Linked DNA regions of Mus musculus: region 2 is linked to region 1. The links are chromatin contacts, called in public Hi-C maps. All regions are on one chromosome and are shown on one strand. Each heading gives the region's core, a stretch centred on a gene start, on an enhancer-like site or on the middle of the called end of the contact. The rest is flanking DNA. Distances are from core to core; before and after follow the strand shown.

Region 1 (5,781 bases), core at 421-2,920:
CTTTAGACAAGCCACTCATCCACACAGGGAGACACACCCATTTATGTGTAGCCCACAACAGTTCTTAAGGGTTTCTTCAAGCCAAATGACTACTGTCCCTGGCAATAATGATCCAGTGTATAAAGGACTTAAACAAGGATGAGAAAGCAATTGGTTGGGATCTATAGCTATCATTCCTAGGTACAGGTTTTATAGAGTGTGAGCTACATACTGTAAGTATACAAGTCAATATGTTTGGCCCAAATGTCACCTGTATAACCACCACACTTAATTTACCAACCTACTACCATTATTCCAGAATTTTCCTTTTTCCTCCTTTCTACTCAATTCTTACCCCACAGATACCCACCATTCTAGCACTGGAGATCAGTATGCCTAGCACAGGTCTTTCAAAGTTAGAGCTGTAGAGTCCGTACATGTGTCTCACTTTTGGGCCTATCACAGTTAGAGCTGTAGAATCTCTGCATGTTTCTCACTTCTGGGCCTAGCATATTTTTGAGCTTCTTCTCCTTTGTTGCAGATATCACGAATACCATTCTTTTTGTGGGTGAGTGTTAACCCAACTTGTTCACCCTGTTGATGAGTATGTGAGTGCTCTGATTTTTGGCGATTACTCGTGAAGGCAGGATGCTTTTCTAAGTCTCTTTATGGTCACACACTCCTTTTTCTTCTCTGGTAGTGGGATGCTAAGTCATTGACAAGGGGCACATGCAACCGAAATGTTTAAATTCTGTCAAAGAGTTCTCTGCGATGATTTTTAGAAGGCCAGGGTCCTTGCTTCTCCACATCATCGTCTACATCTTGGTTTTTCATTGTATTTCTGGTGACCAGCCCCTCATTTCCCTATCAGCTAATGAAATTAAATAACTTTTCACAGTCTTAGCTAAAATTCATAGCTTACTACAGAATTTGTTGCTCCTATAGATAGGACCCAGTCTTATTTTAGGAGGCTATTTGCATAATAAATAGGAAAAAAAAACCTTGGCGCCAGACTTAGGTCCACATCTTCATTCTGCCACTCACTATCTCCGATGACTTTTGCCCTGGAGTTCATCCTTCTTTCCTCGTTCCCATGTCCTTGTAAGGTGTCCTTCCTCCTCTCTCTTCCATGCAGAGCTGATTCCTCTAGAGAGAACAGGAATCCTAAACTGAGCCAACTAGATCCCTCCCTGGGAAGTCTGAGAAAGAAGAGAGGGATGGGTGGAAGAGGGAAGAGGGAGGACGGGAGAGGATGGAAGAAGAAGGGGGGACCAGAAGAAAGAACCCAGCAAAGGTGTTTCAGATGCTAAATCAATAACAATGGCACTGAACACCGTCCTGGACACTGTCAGCACCCTTGCCTTCAACAGATGGACCACTCAGTATGAAGGGAGCCAGTCTGCGTGACAGAGGAGAATTATTCAGACTGCAGAACAGCGTGCAACGATGACCCTGATGAAGGGCGGTGAATGTTACTTTCCTTCTCTCTAGAGGACATCACAGGACTCAGTGGTATGTGCTTCTGGGAAGGCCGAGTCTCTCAGCATTTAATCAGGATCTTCCTGCCTCCAAGTACCGTGTATCACTTCCTGGCTTGAAGCAGTGAAAATCCCCTGTGAGAGTCTCCGGTCTCGCACTTCCCCTGCTGGGGCAAATTCATAAGCTTCACGTTGAGATGACAGATCCAACAGTACAGAAGCAGCTGAGTCCCTGAGTCACCACACAGAGGACAGCTGTCCTGGAGAGCCACACAGGCCTGAAGGCTGGGAAAAATATAGCGTTTGTTGTCTTATGCCATGGAGATCTTGAAATTGTCATAACTTAGTTCATCCTTGTTCATAGCCTGTCTGAGCCTTAGTTCCCTATTGGGTAAAACGGGGATATGTTTGTTATTCGTGCATGAAGTAATGTCGTCTTTGAGGTAGTTTCCACGGTACCTACACAGAGAAGCATTGTGAAGAAGCATAATTTCTTCTCCTTAAGCATGTGTGATCTCCTGGCCCAGTGTGTTCTAGTACAGTCTACATCTACCAGATACTTACATCAGTAGGATCCAGTCAGTGTACATACAGTGTCATGGGACACACATTCACATTATTCTGAAGGGTTTACAGCCATGTCTAGAGGGATCTGTGTGGATAGGTATGGCTTGTCTTTGTCAAGGAAGGCGAGAAGGACTAAGGGTGACACAGGGCTGCAGACTGATTTACCCCTGCTGCCAAAAGCTACAGATCTCATTTTGTTCACAGGGAGTGGGGCCAAGCACCCAGGGCTCTTGTGGGATGCTCTCCTCTTCTTCCTTGCTGTGACAGATGGACAGTAATCCACAAGCCAGCACTGAGGAGAAAGAAGATTGCCCTGCCAGCTGGTCCTAAAAAAAAGAAAGCAAGGAAAATCCATGTCTCTGTGATATACTGAAAGCACCAAGGTTTAGCCTTGGACATCCTTCCTGCACCCCATGTATGCATGTCCTGCCAAACCGGACTCTGTACACTTCCACACCACTATTCATGTGTGTGTGCATGTGTGTGAGTGTGTGTGTGTGTGTGTGTGTGTGTGTGACTTGAAAGGACCCAGATAGAGCTGTCTCTTGTGAGACTATGCCGGGGCCTAGCAAACACAGAAGTGAATGCTCACAGTCAGCTATTGGATGGACCACAGGGCCCCCAATGAAGGAGCTAGAGAAAGTATCCAAGGAGCTAAAGGGGTCTGCAACCCTATAGGTGGAACAACAATATGAACTAACCAGTACCCCCCAGAGCTCGTGTCTGTAGCTGCCTATGTATCAGAAGATGGCCTAGTCGGCCATCAGTGGAAAGAGAGGCCCATTAGTCATGCAAACTTTATATGCCTCAGTACAGGGGAACGCCAGGGCCAAGAAGTGGGAGCAGGTGGGTGGGGAATGGGTGGGGGAGCGTGTGGGGGACCTTTGGGATAGCATTGGAAATGTAAATGAAATAAATACCCAATTAAAAAAATAAATAAATCTTAAAAACAAACAAAAAACAAAACAACAACAACAAAAAAAAAACCACACACACAAAAGACAACAAGAATTAAAAAAAAAAAAGAAAAGAAAAGAAAAAAAAGAAAGTCATACTGGGGCTCAGCAAAACTCATCATCATTCTTTCCTACAATTCTGTTTGGCATTTACCACACTTGGTGTTTACAGTTTGAAAGGCCTCCCACTATGGCCAACACTTCACTCTCCAAATTAGCATATTCACCCAGCCAAAAAGGACACAGTCATGAGAAAAGGATTTGACACTGACATCCATGTCATTTTACAAGCTAAAATGACTATGTGATCCTGTAATCATCAACTGGGCCCAACAGGGAACAGTTCTACAATGACAGTTCCTTGAACGGACAGAGGGAAGTTTCCACGTTTACCGGTATCTGAGGCCTCAGGTTGGTCTCCTCAGAAAACACAACGCCTTTCCCGGCAGAAAGGAGGTTCTCTGGCCTTGAAGAGTCTCCAGGAAGCTCTTACAGGCTTGCTTCAAGCTGATTTTGTCTGAGATATAGGACAGGCACAAATGAACCAAAGGAATAAGAAATGACTCATCTGCCTTCTTATCTACCTGTCTTCAAGCTCCAGTCTACTAAATGGCCATTTTCATTTTTACATTTCGTCCTCTGAGCACTTTGGTGGGGAAAAGGGCAGATTTTCTGGAAATGTATTTTGTCTATTGAGAGCCCCCAAATCTCAGTCTAGGGCCAGAAATATATATGTGTTATACATACTTCCTTAAAAGAAGTCAGGACTCTGTATCTTTGGGGTTGAACTGAAACCAACCTTCGACAAAATTTGAGTATTTATTGGTGAGTGAGATGGCGTGAGACCCCATTTCCTTCCTCCTGCAGGTAAGGGGTTTCCCCTTCCTTTCGTCAGGGGCATTCCATCTGTGAGTGTGACATTTGTTTACGTTCAGGGCCATGCCTGGGAAGACAAGTGGCTGGGTCTTTCCTTCTTAGTATTTGGTGTTCCACCACACACAGTACGGTTATTCAGGGTTAACATGTTTTCTTTCTTGTCTCGAGGGGGATGTTAAGAACCTTACAGCTCAGCTTCTCAGCTGTTGACATTGGTTTGTTGGTTTGCTCTGTTGCTTTTACTGGTAGCTGAGTTGAGCTTGAAGAGAGAGGACCATGTGGCAGTGAGTTGGGAGATGCATTGCAAAGAGAACTCTCTGGAAAAGAGGATGGCCACAGTATGTTGTCAGACTAGATATGGAACCCCAAAAGTGGGAAAATAGGGGGTTACTACATGGCTTCTAAGTGCAATGGGCTCCCAACTTGAAGAAGATAAGCCTACCCAACCACCACTAAGAGATGAGAGCAGGGAAAAGTTGTTTTCCTGACTGACAAATTCAGGAGTACGCTTAGTTCGAAATCGTGGACAATGTGTTCAAAGAGTTCAAGTGATGGACTGAAACATTTTGGGACATGCTCAGCTTTGGTCATGAAATTTCCATTTTTAAAAAGGAAAGAATATTTTGAAGATGTGTTTGTATGAGTTGCCCCTAAAAGTGCCTACCTTACTTAGTGACAAACCATTGCTCAGAGTAGAATTCACACAATTGAAATGTATTCTAATGTGTGTGTTTGTGTGTGTATACACACACATATATATGTATATATGTATTATATGTATGCACATCTATATACATATATGTGCACATATATATACATACATATATGTATGTATGTATATATATATATATATTCTAATACCCTCATTTAAAGAGTAGAAAGAGATGAATTTTGTTTTTAATTGGAGGCAAAGTCTCATGTATGCCAGTCTGATCTCAAAACTTGATATGTAACTAGGAATGACCTTCAACTCCTGATTCTAATGAGTCCAAAATAGCACCATTTGAAATTAGGGATGCTTTACATTTTATTCATATTCATCTTTATCTGTATTAAGGTCAGTCTTCTATTTATAGTACACTAAAGTGAGGACCAGCCACATTCTAAGTGTCTGGTCCCCATCTGCACCCATGCTCATCAAAATGATCAGCACAGGCAGAAAGGATTAGGAGGTATGGGCAGAGAGGAGTGGGAAGGACATGGTTCCATGAAGCTGATGAACTTCTGCCGTGCTGGGTCGTGGTATGATGATCTGAAGAACATCAGAGATAAACAGAGAGAGAGAGAGAGAGAGAGAAAACTGATTTCTCAAGGCAGTAAGACTTGACGCACCAGGTGGATGCTGAGATGTGGCTCCCAGTTCGCAGTGTACAATATGAGGGATGGAGCTGTCTTCTGCAACCTTTGAAACCTGAGCCTTTCTCTGCCCTGTCATCTGTCCACCTCCAAGCCACCATCCAACAGATATCAAGAGTTCAAACTCTTTGTGTACAGTCATCTGACCCTAGTCTTTGACCCCTGACCTGTCGAGGTCAATGACATTTCTCTGCATTCCTTTCTAGCTGCCATTTTTCACGTCTTTCAGGATGAACTTCTTCTGTGGTACTTTTCCTTTTTTTTTTTTTTCCATTTAGTGTGTATGTGTGTGTGTGTATGTGCGCACGCACGCGTGTTTGCATGAGAGAGTGGGAGAGGGGTGTGCATATGCCACACCACCTCTGTGGAGGTCAGAGGACAACTTGGAAGAATCGTTTCTCTCCGTCTACTGTGAGTTCAGGGATCAAGTCATCAGGTGTTCACTGCCAGCCCTTTCTGCTGCTTGCTTTTACCCGCTGAGCCATCTCACCAGCCCCACTGTGGTACTTTTGTACCTTGCAAATACCCATTTACTTATTGATTTATTTGCAAATCACACACATACACAC
Region 2 (5,384 bases), core at 2,406-4,905, 90 kb before region 1:
ATTTTCTAATTAAGCATCATCTATGACAGATGGTGTTGTGGGCTAATTAACAGGCATGTTGGGAGTGCCCTACAGCACCTGGAGGGCATGTTCATCAAGAGGGCTTCCAGCTTCTGTGGAAATCGGTCACTCAAGAAAGATCCCAAAGTGGAACAAAAGGGATACATGCTACAATGGAGACCTGGGCAAGACAAAAGAGAAAAGAAAGGTAGAGAGACAGAGAGTCAGAGAAAGACTTAGAACCAATGGTTCACATAGTGGGGCTGTTTCTCTGCTGTAAAACTCTCATGTTGTGTCTGGGACCCAAGCCATCCTTTGGTTTAGTGTATTTATACTGGATGTGCACTGTGGAAGCTGGGGGCGGGGCAGGGGTATGGAGAGGGAAGAGGGAGGGAGCAAGAGAGGGGGAGAGGGAAGGAGAGAGAGGGGGAGAGGGAAGGGGAGAGAGGGGGAGAGGGGGGGGAGGGACAGAGAGGAGGAGGGGGAGGGGAGGGGGGGAGAAAGAGAAGACAAACTATGGTAGAAAGAGTGTGGTGGAATAGAGCTGCTCCATAGTGATGACCTGGAAGATGAGAAGATGCCTGGGGCCTCAATATCCTCATCAGAGGAGAGCTCTACCGACCTGACTGGGGCTTCCCTCCAGCTTCCACCACCTCCCAATAGCAACCCAGACCAAGAACCAAAGACCCAGTCCTGAATATGTGGGCCTCTGGCAAACACTCCTGAACCAAGCAGAAACGAGGTATGTGGGTCAGGACTGGTGAGCAGAATAAAGTGAGGTTCTAAAATCGTCAGTTAAAGCAAGCCTTTCTCTTTATAAGTCGATGGCCTCAATTATTCTGTCATAGGAGCTGGAAGCTAACACATACCTCTGGTCCTCTTCCCGAGGAGGCCAGACCTCTTCTATACCAGGAAGAAGAAGCGAAAGAACACATCAGCAAGCAGGATCTGAGCTGCTTGCAAGATCCTTTTAACAGTGGTCAGAACTTGGCCCTCACAGAAGAGCTGATTTTCTACACCCCCCCCCCCCAGGAAGTTCCATGGCTCTTCTCCTCTCTTGCCCGCCCCCTTTCCTCTTTCAGCTTGAGTTGTCTCCAAGTCACCTGACCGACGTCGTTCATTTTGCTATCCATAAGTAAACATATCTATTCCAAACAACCAACCAACCATATGAAACCATTATTCATGGTAAAGACTACGGTGTGTTCTGATGCTAAGTCACTAATAAGCTACAGGTAGAAGGATGGATTAGCACAACTAGAATACTAAGAGGACTAGAGGCTGGCTCCCATGGCTCTCTCTCCAGCCTCTCTCAGGGCTCCTCTGCTCACTGCCCTGAGTGTCAGCAAGCTACACTGTGCAGCTAGATTCCAAGAGACCTGTAACAGGTGATTCAGCCTCTTGAACTTCAGTCCACTACTCTGCATCTGCTGGCACATGCCCCAGACAATACTCTTACTAGGGAGTGAGCTGGTGTGTGGCCAGTGCTCTATGAAGAATTTGAATGTTGTTTGAAGTTTAAAGTTTTTTCTCATTTGTGAAATGGTTTTCTTTAATATTTCTCAGTATTTTCATCTTGTTTGGAAAAGAGATATAGTATATATTAGTCCTCATGTTAGCTGCTTCTATTCTCCTCCTCCTCCTTCTTCTCCTCCTTCTCCTCTTCTTCTTCTCTTCCTCCTCTTCCTCTTCCTGCTACTTCTCCTTCTTTTTCTCTTTCTCTTCCTCCTCTCCCTCCTCTTTCTCTCCTTCTCCTCCTTTTCCTTTTCTTCCTTCCTCTTCCTCCTTTTCCTCTTCCTCTCCGTTTCTTCCTTCTTTAAAGAAGAAGACATGATCTCATATATCCCAGACTGGCCTTGAACTTACTGTGTAGGCAAGGATGACCTTGACCTTCTGACCCTCCTGCCCCTATCTCCAGAGTGCTGGGATTACAGACGTGCGCCACCATACACCACTATGCAGGGCTCAAACACTAGGCTTCATGGATACTAGATAAACATTCAACAAACTGAGTTACAAATCCAGCCCACTTGAAATTACTTTTTTTTTTTTATTCCTGTGATCAAATCCCTGAAAAACAGCACTTGAAGGGAGAAGTATTCTTATTTCTGAAGAGATCTTGGCTCATGATCTGAAGGGATACAGTATATCATGGAAGCAAAGGCAAGATGGTGGAAGTGTGGAGTGGCTGGTCACGCCATATCCACAGTCAGGAAGTAGATGGAGATGAACAGAGATCTCCATACTTGATTTTTTTTTAATCATCTTGGGACTCCACCACCCACATTAGTCCATTTGGGAGAAACACTAAAGGCCTACGCAGAGTTATGGCTCCTAAGTGATTCTAAATCTAACCAAGTTGAACGTTAACTACCACATTAACCTAAGTCTAAACATCATAGATCAATGATGACAGAAGCAGACAAAAGACAAAACAAAACAAACAAACAAACCAAGGTCTGAGTAACCAGTGGGACAGATGCCAGGCAAGGGCGCAGCCCAGACTGACAGCCAATTCATTAGAAGAGAATCCCTTCAGGATAAGCCAACTCATTCTTTGAAGCAATGTAGTCACAAGAATGAGGCAGTACTCTTTGCTGGCTTTTGGCCAGCCCAGCTCTGGGAAGCGTGGTCAGCGTCTTTAACTGGACTTGGCCTCCGGAAACAAAGCTCAACCTCTTTAGCAGGAGGCAGGGTTTCCCCACTGCCCACTAAACTGTTTGCAAAAGAAAAGAAAGAAAGGTAAATATTTGAACACCAGAAAATAAATAATGATCATAAATAATGCAGTCGTCTTCCAGTGTTTGCCCACAGCCGCTGACAGGCTGCCATGTGAAGTTTGCTTCTTACAGCGGTGTCTGCAGCCCAGCAGCTAGGTAAGGGCGTCAGGGGAGGGAGTACCTTTTTCTAAGGCTTGTATGGCATTGTGAAGAGATCTGCTCAGAGCCCTCTCCTGCATTCTGGGAAGAAGAGAGAAGCCCCCTTTTGCTAATTCCTGGCATGTTTTATGCTATCTGAATGATCAATCCAGTTTCCTCTTCCAGGTATTATATGGGGTAGAGATAGCATAAACATGTGGAATTAACTAGAATTCAAATGACTGTCAAATGTCTATTCAAATGACTGTATCAATGACATAATTCACCTGAACTCCAGCTGCCCATTCACAAAGTGGGTACAGCAGAAGGTACAGCAAGGACACTGTTCAAGGATGAGCCACGGTATAATTCATATACTTGGCACAAAACGGGCACAGCCATTTGCAGTCGGCAAATTACAAAGAGGAATTTAGACGCTCCTTGGAAAACAAAGCAACAAAAACAAGACGTTCCTACCTGGCCTGCCTCTTAAACACACGGCACCAACTGGCGTGTGTTTTAAAAACCGTATCTGTGTCTCATGCTCAAGTAATCATTCTAAAAATACAGATTCCGCAAAAGGAAATGTGGTGCATCTACTTCTGATTTTACTCTTTATAAAAACACAAGCAGATCCTCTGCACGGAGGGAGAGAATTCAATTTGCAGTTTCTTGACGTGTGTTTTGCCTTCCCAGGGAAACGTGTAAGCTGGTAACTCAGCATACGTCAGATTTGGGAGGCAGCCATGTCTCTTGCAGCACTCAGCCTCACTAACAAGGCACAGCTTCTCCAAATGACCCATCCGTCAGCGGCACGTGAGCTGGGAGAATTGATTAGCCAGCCCTGTCACAGGAGAGCCATGGTGCAGCCTGAGAAAAACCATGCCAACACCCCACGCTCTCGGCCTCGGGGTGCATTCCGTTTGAGGGGTCGAATGGAGTTGAATTGATGAAGTGTTAAAAGTGAGAAGGTAACACAGAGATGTGGTCCTCTGCTTAAGGCAGATGGGTAAATCAAAGCCCAGAGCATCAGACAGCTTGCTCAGTGACAGAGCTGCCGATGCAAGCCAGGTTTCTTGACCTCCTTCCCGGCCACTGGGGAAATCTATTTCATCCATAGCCAAGTGAAATGTTTTCCTGGATTCCCCTGTGACTCTGAGGGTACAGGAACTGGAATATAAAGGCTTAGAGTCCCTTGGCCTTATTCTGTTTAGATCACACCTTACATGGGATGGCACCACCAAGAGAGGTGATCCGTGGGATAGAACAACATCACCTGGCTTCCTGGCCCTTTGGCTTTCTGAGTGGCTCTGTGCCTCCATACCAGCAGGGTGTCTAGCATATTGCAGGAATTCAATGAGTATTAACTGACTGGACACATTTTAAGTGTACACTGTCAAATCTTGTTAGTAAAAACAGTGCAATGAGCGTTGACCCTTGGCTGATAGGAGAGAGAGGCTCGAGCAAGAGTAACTGGATAAATAAGACTCTCAGCAAGCAGGAAGAATGACTCTCCACTCCTGCCTTTACCACCTGGCTGACCAACGGCCCAGTGACAAATGTGACAAGGACAAATGATTTATCCTCTCTCAGTGTTGTTTCTCCCAACTGTCATATGGAATAAAATGACTCTTCTGCGGGGTTTTACAAAGGCAGAACGATATTTACTGAACACTACCGATTCAATAGATATAAACAGAGGCACAAAGAAGAGACAGCTTGGGGACCTGATGGACTGACCATATGAAAAGCCCAGAACCATGGCCGCCACTCTCCACCCCCCCCATCACTGCTGCTTCCGGGCTGCCGAGAAGTGAGCAACTTTGCTGCACCATGTGCTCTATCCTTTGATGTTTGCTTCTTCCTTGACAGGCCCAAAGGCAAGGGAGCCAGTCAGCCATGGACTGAAACCTCTGAAACCGTAGCCCCAAATAAACCTTAGCCCCAGGTTAGTATCTCCGGTATTTTATCATATGGTCACAGTTCTAAAGCTGACAAATACATTCATATTCAGAAGTACTGTATTTACTAGATGTTACATTCTAAGGTTTTGTATGTAATGTGTGTCGCATCCTCAGGTAATGTGTGTATGTGTGTGTGTGTGTGTGTGTGAATACATACACATACACATATACATGGCGTGTCATATTCTGAAGTACTTGATGCATTGAATGCTATATTTGAGGTTAAGATTTCCAAGCTCAAAATATTTGAGGGAAAAGAAGCCAGTCTGTAACACCAGTTTTTCTCTTCCTTTGGATGAATTGTATGTCCTTGCACTCTTCCAAAAAGAACACAATATTCAAGCACTAATATCTTGTCACTAGATAAGGTCAAGCCTATGACAGGCATTGGTCTGGGAAAGAATTACGCTCATTTAATTGTCACGACGGCCTATGTATTAGTCTGTCTACTCCCAGAAGCATGGATCTCTCTCCAGATGGCCAGTGGAAAGAGGGTAACCTTGAACTTCTGGTCCTCTTATCTCCACTCCCTAGGTGTCTTAGTCACGGTTTCTATTCCTGC

The links. Hi-C and Micro-C count contacts between places; a contact is called where the count stands out from the background.
Region 2: a contact with region 1 is called in a Hi-C map of cerebellar granule neurons, with 2.2 times the contacts expected there. The contact joins two enhancer-like sites. A contact is called at or near these places in 3 of 484 Hi-C or Micro-C datasets (Sertoli cells, cerebellar granule neurons and liver), 4 of 115 datasets of contacts at active chromatin or transcription factors (cardiomyocytes, embryonic stem cells, extraembryonic endoderm stem cells and 1 more) and 1 of 9 other capture datasets (embryonic stem cells).

Annotation. Positions count from the first base shown.
Region 1 is chr13:43,896,805-43,902,585 of GRCm38.p6, reverse strand. No RefSeq gene overlaps it. Among named protein-coding and RNA genes, the nearest start is that of Gm23117, 27 kb to the right of the region's middle. Within about 2 kb of position 1,670, at least 38 of the 459 cell types and tissues checked have an H3K27ac peak or open chromatin away from gene starts, as enhancers often do. A contact at or near this core is called in cerebellar granule neurons, where this site is marked.
Region 2 is chr13:43,989,187-43,994,570 of GRCm38.p6, reverse strand. No RefSeq gene overlaps it. Among named protein-coding and RNA genes, the nearest start is that of Gm2233, 43 kb to the right of the region's middle. Within about 2 kb of position 3,655, at least 47 of the 459 cell types and tissues checked have an H3K27ac peak or open chromatin away from gene starts, as enhancers often do. A contact at or near this core is called in cerebellar granule neurons, where this site is marked.